Regions from separate parts of the Zea mays genome. Here region 2 is linked to region 1. A link is a contact called in public Hi-C data. All regions are on one chromosome and are shown on one strand. Each heading gives the region's core, a stretch centred on a gene start, on an enhancer-like site or on the middle of the called end of the contact. The rest is flanking DNA. Distances are from core to core; before and after follow the strand shown. Region 1 holds the start of LOC100280773. Region 2 holds the start of LOC100384506 (Pumilio homolog 3).

The links. Hi-C and Micro-C count contacts between places; a contact is called where the count stands out from the background.
Region 2: a Hi-C map of tassel shows a contact between it and region 1, with 9 times the contacts expected there. The contact joins the promoter of LOC100384506 here to the promoter of LOC100280773 in region 1. A contact is called at or near these places in 4 of 25 Hi-C or Micro-C datasets (bundle sheath, ear, leaf and 1 more).

What each region holds. Positions count from the first base shown.
Region 1 is chr6:46,297,607-46,301,185 of Zm-B73-REFERENCE-NAM-5.0, reverse strand. LOC100280773 reads left to right here and starts at 1,733. Exons shown (of 5, transcript NM_001153695.1): 1 at 1,733-1,783; 2 at 1,853-1,909; 3 at 2,024-2,098; 4 at 3,162-3,266; 5 at 3,377-3,579. The coding sequence starts at 1,892. The coding sequence ends at 3,493. It overlaps LOC100285427, which reads left to right. Exons shown (of 2, transcript NM_001158320.1): 2 at 1-1,340. The coding sequence ends at 1,149.
Region 2 is chr6:47,109,218-47,112,934 of Zm-B73-REFERENCE-NAM-5.0, reverse strand. LOC100384506 (Pumilio homolog 3) reads right to left here and starts at 1,431. Exons shown (of 9, transcript XM_008649972.3): 1 at 709-1,431. The coding sequence starts at 1,107.

The DNA.
Region 1 (3,579 bases), core at 484-2,983:
ACTCAGTTAAAAATAGACCCAGAAATTCCTGAGGCTGAGAGTCTGCGGCGCTGGTACGCAACTGGAGGAAAGACAGCTGCTTGTGTTTCTCTGTCAGTGGTAAGTATGGGTGGTACTTGTGTCCGGAAATCAATCGCTCAGATCAAGGATGAAAATCTGGGGCAGTTAGAGAAGCCAGACTTTATCACTGTTAAAGCTGCAATTTCACATCTGATAGCAGATAATTTTTGTTATCCTGCTTGCACCATTGACGTGAATGGTAGGATGTGCAACAAAAAGGTAACAGATAATGGTGATGGGACATGGCGTTGTGACAAATGCGACCAGAGCTTACCAAATTGTGAGTACAGATACGTGCTGAATGGCCAGATCCAGGACCACAGTGGGGTCACCAATTTTACTGCATTCGAAGATGCTGCTAAGGTGATGATTGGCCACAGTGGCCACGAGCTCAACAACATTAGTGTAGAAGACTCGGAACGATTTGCAGAGATCTTGCAGGCGGCTCGTTGGCAGCAGTTTCTGTTCACGCTGAAAGTCAAGGAGGAGATCTATAATGATGCGCCGCAAGTCAAGTGCAACATTACTAAAGCAGAGAAGCTGGATCCGGCAATAGAGAGTTCTTACCTTCTAGGGGTAATCAATGGCCTGTTGCAGGATGACACTGGCTCACCTTCTGGGGCGCAAGGTGCCATGGCCTACAATGCTGGTATCAGCAACACTGGCGCTGGACGAAGTGTGCCAACCTCCAACAGTGCCTACACCACCAATTTGAGTGGTCCAAGGTATGGCGAGTCTGCAAACCAGCTCGCGCAGCAGGAAAGCACGTACACCGGGGTGACCACTCCAGTGTCGGCGGCACGGAATGTGCAGCAGACCTGCGTGTCCTGCGGGTCAAGTGGGCACAACGTGCAGAACTGCCCTGCAGGAACATACAGGCAGCAGGCGGCTGCAAGCGCAGCAAGCTCCTACGGTACTTCGCAGCCTCGCAATGGACTGTGCTTCAAATGCAATCAGCCTGGACACTTTGCCAACTCTTGTCCACTACTGGCTCCTGCTCCCCAGCAGCAGCAGCAGTATCGGAGCGGCGGCGCTCCCTCAGGCGGTTATGGTAGGCAGCAGCCCTATGTTGGGGCTACCAACTACTGAAAGTCATTATCTCTGTCGAGTCAGTCGTGATGTTGGTTTTGCTTAGATGCCTGTCCTGAATGGCATCGCTGCGTCCATGTGAAGTAGATGCAAACCATTCCTTTTTATGTTTGTGTGTGAAGTTAGAACTATGTATCAGTACTTTATGTTTTCGTCTTATAAATCCTCGTTGCCGTGTCAGTTCTGTTGAATTCGTGGTTTGTCTCCCTGAATAACTCACTGTATGGTGGGTGTAAATTAAATGAAAATCATTTATCAGGAGAACATACTGTGCGACTCTATATATGATTGATTTGTTGAAACAGTACAAACATTGTTTGATAATCGAAATAATACTAAACTTCAATTCCATGAAGCTGGATAAACTTTTTTAAAATGAAGCTGGATAAACTTTTTTAAAAATGAAGCTGGACAAGGCCGAAACAAGAAATGTGTTTCTAAACCGGGCCCAATCTATCACGGCCCATCTGCCAATTTATGGCATGAAACTGCACAAGGCCGAAACAAAATGCTACTGGGCCGGGCCCAACCCAGCGCCACTCTGTAAAATCGCTTCCAGTTTGTCTTCCTCCAGAAAAACCCTACAGTTCATCCCTCTCGACGCGCCGCCGCCGTCTCGCCGCTGCCCACCCAGGTAATTTCCGGGTTTCGGAGTATAGATCCTTCCGGGCGACCCATTTTTTTTAACCTGCTGATGGTAAAGTTTCGTCCGTATGCAGATTGACGGCTCCAATTGGCGCCCATGGCGGAAGAAACCAACGTGAGCCGAAAATTACTGCATTCCCTCCCTCCCCCGGATATTGCTCTCATCTTTCTGGTGCTGTGGATTAATTGTGATTTGGTCCTTGCCTTTTCTTTTCCTTTGTCGAAACAGATAAAAAAGGAGGAAGAGGAGTTCAGCACCGGTCCTCTCTCGGTGCTCATGATGAGCGTCAAGAATAATACCCAGGTTGGCAGATTTCTTCTGGAAAATACAGTGTCTTCTTTGCAGTCTGTCTACATTGACTTACTGGTCAACTATGAAAAATATGTATGTGCTGGTATTTTTGTTGTATAATCTGGTACTATGATATGAATTGTAGTTATGCAGTAATGCAATGTGCCTTCTGTCCAGCTGTGTCAGTATGGTTAACCTTAGTTGGCTGCCTCCTGGTCCTGCTCTTGGTAGTCCTGAAACTTAGATCCATTGTTAGGGTTGTATCTGGCCATAGTTTTTGTGTATCCTTCATCCAAGTATGATCATTTGTGCTGTATTTGAACCTTCTCATTTATTGTCTGAGAGCCTGAGACAAGTATAGTTCTGTGCAGCAGCAGCAGCCTGAAGCTCCTGCTTGACCAAATCATAATGGCCAATAATCTTCTGAGCGAAGACATGTTTATTAGCTGTGGTTCCCAATTGTTTACTAAAACATATCCCTCAGCTGTGTTTCTTATACTATTTTGGTACGTGGAAGTGATGCACTAGTCTGTAGTCAGTGTTGTATTCTTGTCCCCTTAATAACTGTGATGCACACATGTTTCTTACCTTCGGTGGATGGAGGTAATGCTGGCGGCCTTGGTAGTCAGTCAGTATTGCATTGCAACATAATTTGGCAGTTTTGACTATAATGCTAGTACCTCTCTGTCATATAGACTATTGGGTTTCTGTATCTATAGTCTATACTATCTATTTTATAGTCATCCATCCTTATTTCTTTCATAAATAGCAAAAACAAGCATTACTATTTTTTTTACCAACTGATTTACTTGCCTAGTTGCTGCCAACTACCAGACAATCATGTCCCGATGGCCCATATTTCCGCACCCATTCGATCTTATATGTGCACGCTTAACCATAAACCATCGTTTGCTGTACTGTGATCGCTGTGTCATTGTTACTTAACCGTTATATCTTTGTTCCTCTCGCGTATCACATATTATGTGTCCTGTGCCAGCCTGTCTCAGGTTGCATAGATGGTGCTTTTCAACTAACTGTTCCTTATTCTGATAACACATCGTCTCTTATGTCTTAGGTTCTTATCAACTGCCGGAACAACAAGAAGTTGCTTGGTCGCGTGCGAGCCTTCGATCGGCACTGCAACATGGTTCTTGAGAATGTTCGTGAGATGTGGACCGAGGTAGGCCGAACCGAACGGTCTCTTAAGCTTCTGTCCAGTCTCCCTCCTGGCTTGAACTTGCCGTGTCCACGAACCGTTTCTGAACACCTGTTTGACTCGCGCTGTTACAGGTACCGAAGACCGGTAAAGGCAAGAAGAAGGCTCTCCCGGTGAACAAGGACAGGTTCATAAGCAAGATGTTCCTCCGCGGGGATTCGGTCATCATCGTCCTCAGGAACCCGAAATGAGTACCCTGTACACGTAGAGAGTCTGTTTGCTAGCAGTACGTTGTGCTATTGGGTGTAAGGTGTATGCCAAATGCTCAAAGCATGGG
Region 2 (3,717 bases), core at 182-2,681, 810 kb before region 1:
CAAAAGGCATGAACTGCTCTGGAACTACATTAGTTTATCCAATCATAACGCTTATTCCATTATAAATGGAACAATGCTTGTCGGGATCCAGTAGACATTTCTCAAGACCAGAAAGCATGAACTGCTCCGGAAGTGGATTAGTTTCCATCATAACGGTTATGCATCATAATATCACTAGTAACGGTTTAACATCGCAATCAGGAAAGTCAGCTGAAAATACTCTGTATGCCTCCAAAGTCAAATAGGGAAAGAAGGCGGGGTCTTTTCCGTTACTTCACGTTACCTATCTTCATGTAAATAAATTTCTCCATGAATCCATGAAGAAGCCGAGTCCGACAAAATCGATAGATCACATAACCGCAACAGAGACATCACCAGAAACCACAGGTCTAAAGTGCAATCATGCGTTCACACTGTCGAGAGCGCACGACGGCTGCATACCTAATATATGTCAAACATAGCAAATCTAAGATACTTCGACACTAGATATATATATAGTCTACTATAATTGGAATGAACTCGGACTTATCACTTCTCAGTCAAAAACCCATCAGTCAAAAATAGGAGCAACTAGTACAAGGTCAAAGGCTTTGTCGTCAGAAGGCATATATTAGCACAGAATGAAGATCGATGAGTATACTACTACTACGTAATACGGAGTATAAAATATGCGAAGTAATAAGGGGAGAAAAAGTTCGATCTTTCCACCTGAAAGACGGTGGAGAAGCTCCTCTGGCGGGCAAGATCGATCCCGGGCAGGCCGACCGTCCCTTGGGCAGCCGGCTGCTGCTGCCTCCTGCCGTCCCCGATCCCGCCGAAGGCCGCGGAGCGGAGGCGGTGGTGCGAGGAGCGCCAGTCCTCCTTGGACAGGAGCGGCGGCGGGAGGCGGGGGTTGAGGTGCGCATTGGAGTAGTAGTAGCTCTGGTACGCCGGGTCGGCGCGGAGGTCGTCATCCACGAGCAGGTCGGCAGCGGCCGCGGCGGCGCCCAGGGCGCCCTCGACGGTGGGCGGCGCGGAGCCGCTGCGGAAGACCTCGAAGTCGCCGCGGTCGGCCTCCGCGCCGAACGCCGCCGCCTCGCCGCCGCGCGCCGCCATCTCGGTGACCATCGGTGCCAGCGAAAGAAAAGAGGCAGAGAGGAAACAAAATAGAAAGGCTAGATCTTTAAGTCCGACGCGCTAGAAGCCCGCCATTACCGCGCTCCAGCGGCGGCGGCGGGGGCGGGGACCGGGTTCGTCTGGTCAGAGCGGGCGGATCGGGGGGCGGGCGTCCATCTGCGGGCGGTGCGGGCGGTGCGAGCGGCGTCCGGATTCGGGACGGATTGGAGGAGCTCCACTCCGCCTCCGAGTGGGGGGTGGTCTGTGTGAGCAGTGGCGTGCTGGGGGAGTGGGGGAAGAGTGGGGGAGTAGAGAGAGACTGGAGAAGAAGAAATCAGTCAGAGAGGCCCGGTTGCGGCTCGATTAAGTACAGCGGCCGGAGCGAGGTGCGCCGTTGGATTTCGGGACGGACGGGCCCGATCTGCCCGGGGGCTTTGGGTCCTCTAGGGTTTTGTTTTGTTGTTCTCACGGCACAGCCATCGCTGTTCCAGAGGGATAGTTTGAGAGATGGCAAAGCTATTTCTTGCTCTTGTTTATAAACGGTAGCAGTATACTGCAGGATAGTGCTCCTCGTGCTACGGTGACTGAATTAGGAGCGGTCAGTTCCCGTTATCCGAACCAAAAGTTGAAGCTAGTTAAACGCTGTTCGCTACAGCTGTTTAACGGCGTGTTTAGTTTGCAGGTTAGGCTGCTTTTGGAGTCATCAAGACCTACGTCCGAGTCTATATTATCATTTAATTTGAATCGCGGAACGAAGTCGTTCGTAACTTTCTAATAACAGACTAACACGTGGAATCAGCTCACTCCGCAAGAAAGTGCAATTCCTCTCCATCCGGAGCCAAGCTATGATGAATGAGCCAAATCATCAGACCAAATACACTATAAAATATTATAGCTATAATTTATAAAGATAAAAACAATATAAAAATATTAAAAGTTGATATGGATTAAAGTTGAGCGAAAATACGTACTTCGAAGCTGCCTCATCCGCCGAAATCGCAGTAGTCGAAGTGGAAGCTGTGAAACCACACCGGGAGTAGTCTTTTCTAGGACAGCTTAGAACACAACAGAAATTTCATTTCGGTTTGAAAGAAAAGGGGTCTATAGGGGGAGAATAGGATTATAGGAAACCTGTGTTTATTTTTAGTCAGGAGGAAAGGGACTGCAGGCAGTGCGTGCGTGGCCACTGCAACCATCAGCTCACCAGCCCACCACCACGTGACTGACGTTAACACTAGTATCACACTCTGTATGGATATGGATTGATGTATGGATTAACAGCAGTAACAACCCAGTAACAGTGGGTTAAAAAGTGGTAGCGGGGGATGAAGGGGACCGACTTTTCTTAGCAACAGCGCATGCATCTCGAGGCGTCGTCCAACTGCTCGCCCACTCACGTCCTCTCATGCATGCCTTTTTTTTATCCTTCGCATTTCATTTTAGATTAAAAATTAACTAATCAACGATAAATAAAATCAAGAAAGATCTTCTGACCGATCTATAAGACTTGGGTCAGTAATACAGAAAAGATATCGATGTACGGGAACGGTATTTGTACAAACAGAGAGTTTAGGATTTAGAGTTTTAAGGGTCCAAATCAAATTTTAGTGCCTGGAAAAAAAGTTCCCACGTGCTTAGACTATCTACCAGGTATCCCTAAAGCACGCCTAAAATTTTAGACGCATCTTAAAATCCTAATGGTTGTCTCTAAAGAACACACCGAACTAGAGTGATCTCTATTTCCCGTATTTTTTATACTATATACCTCGAATTAAACACAAAAAAAATATTTATATGCCATTTTAAACTATGATGATAAATGCATATATAAAAAATATTGGTGGCCTTCTCCTTCCAAATGTCCTAAAAACATAATTAACTACTTGTTTTTAGCATAAGCTATTACAGAAAGCTTCATCTCTAAAAGATGAAGATGGATTCAAAGAAGATAAGAGCAAACGCCGAAGCTATTGTGAGATGGAAAAACTTCGGCTCCCAGCAAAGCAGAAGAATGTTGATAATAGCCGAAGGAAGAAAAGTGTAATACCCACTTTGTAAGAAAGGTCTAAAAGAGAAATTATATTATTCTATATCTATATGTATTACCAATGTTTATCATTTCATGTGAACACATTACTTACACAGATACATGATTAACAAGAGATGCCCAAAAAAATACATGCATCATGCTGGGATTTTATTTGTGTGTGCATTTTTGTGACAATATTACAGTAATGTAAAAAGAAATATGTTAAATATCCAAATGGGAAATTAAATCCTAAAAGAAATTATAGAGTTTGGAAAAGAAGAAAGGAAATGCTATGTGACTAAAAATAGTATAAAAATATATATGATAAAATATAGTATTCCTACATTAAGATTTGAATTTGTATAATTGACTCAAAGTTGAGCCTCATAACAAGAATCAAATTCAAATTTGAGATTCAAAAGAAAACAGAAAATAAAAACAAAAAGAAGAAAAAAAGAAAACTGCACCTGGGCTGTATCCTACCGCTCGGCCCAGTGCGCCTCTCCCCTCGTCCGCTGACAGCGGGCCTGTGCCCCAGCTCCATACGCGCCTGCGCTCTACTAGAAATGGGAGACCGAATGGGTGGGCCCCGT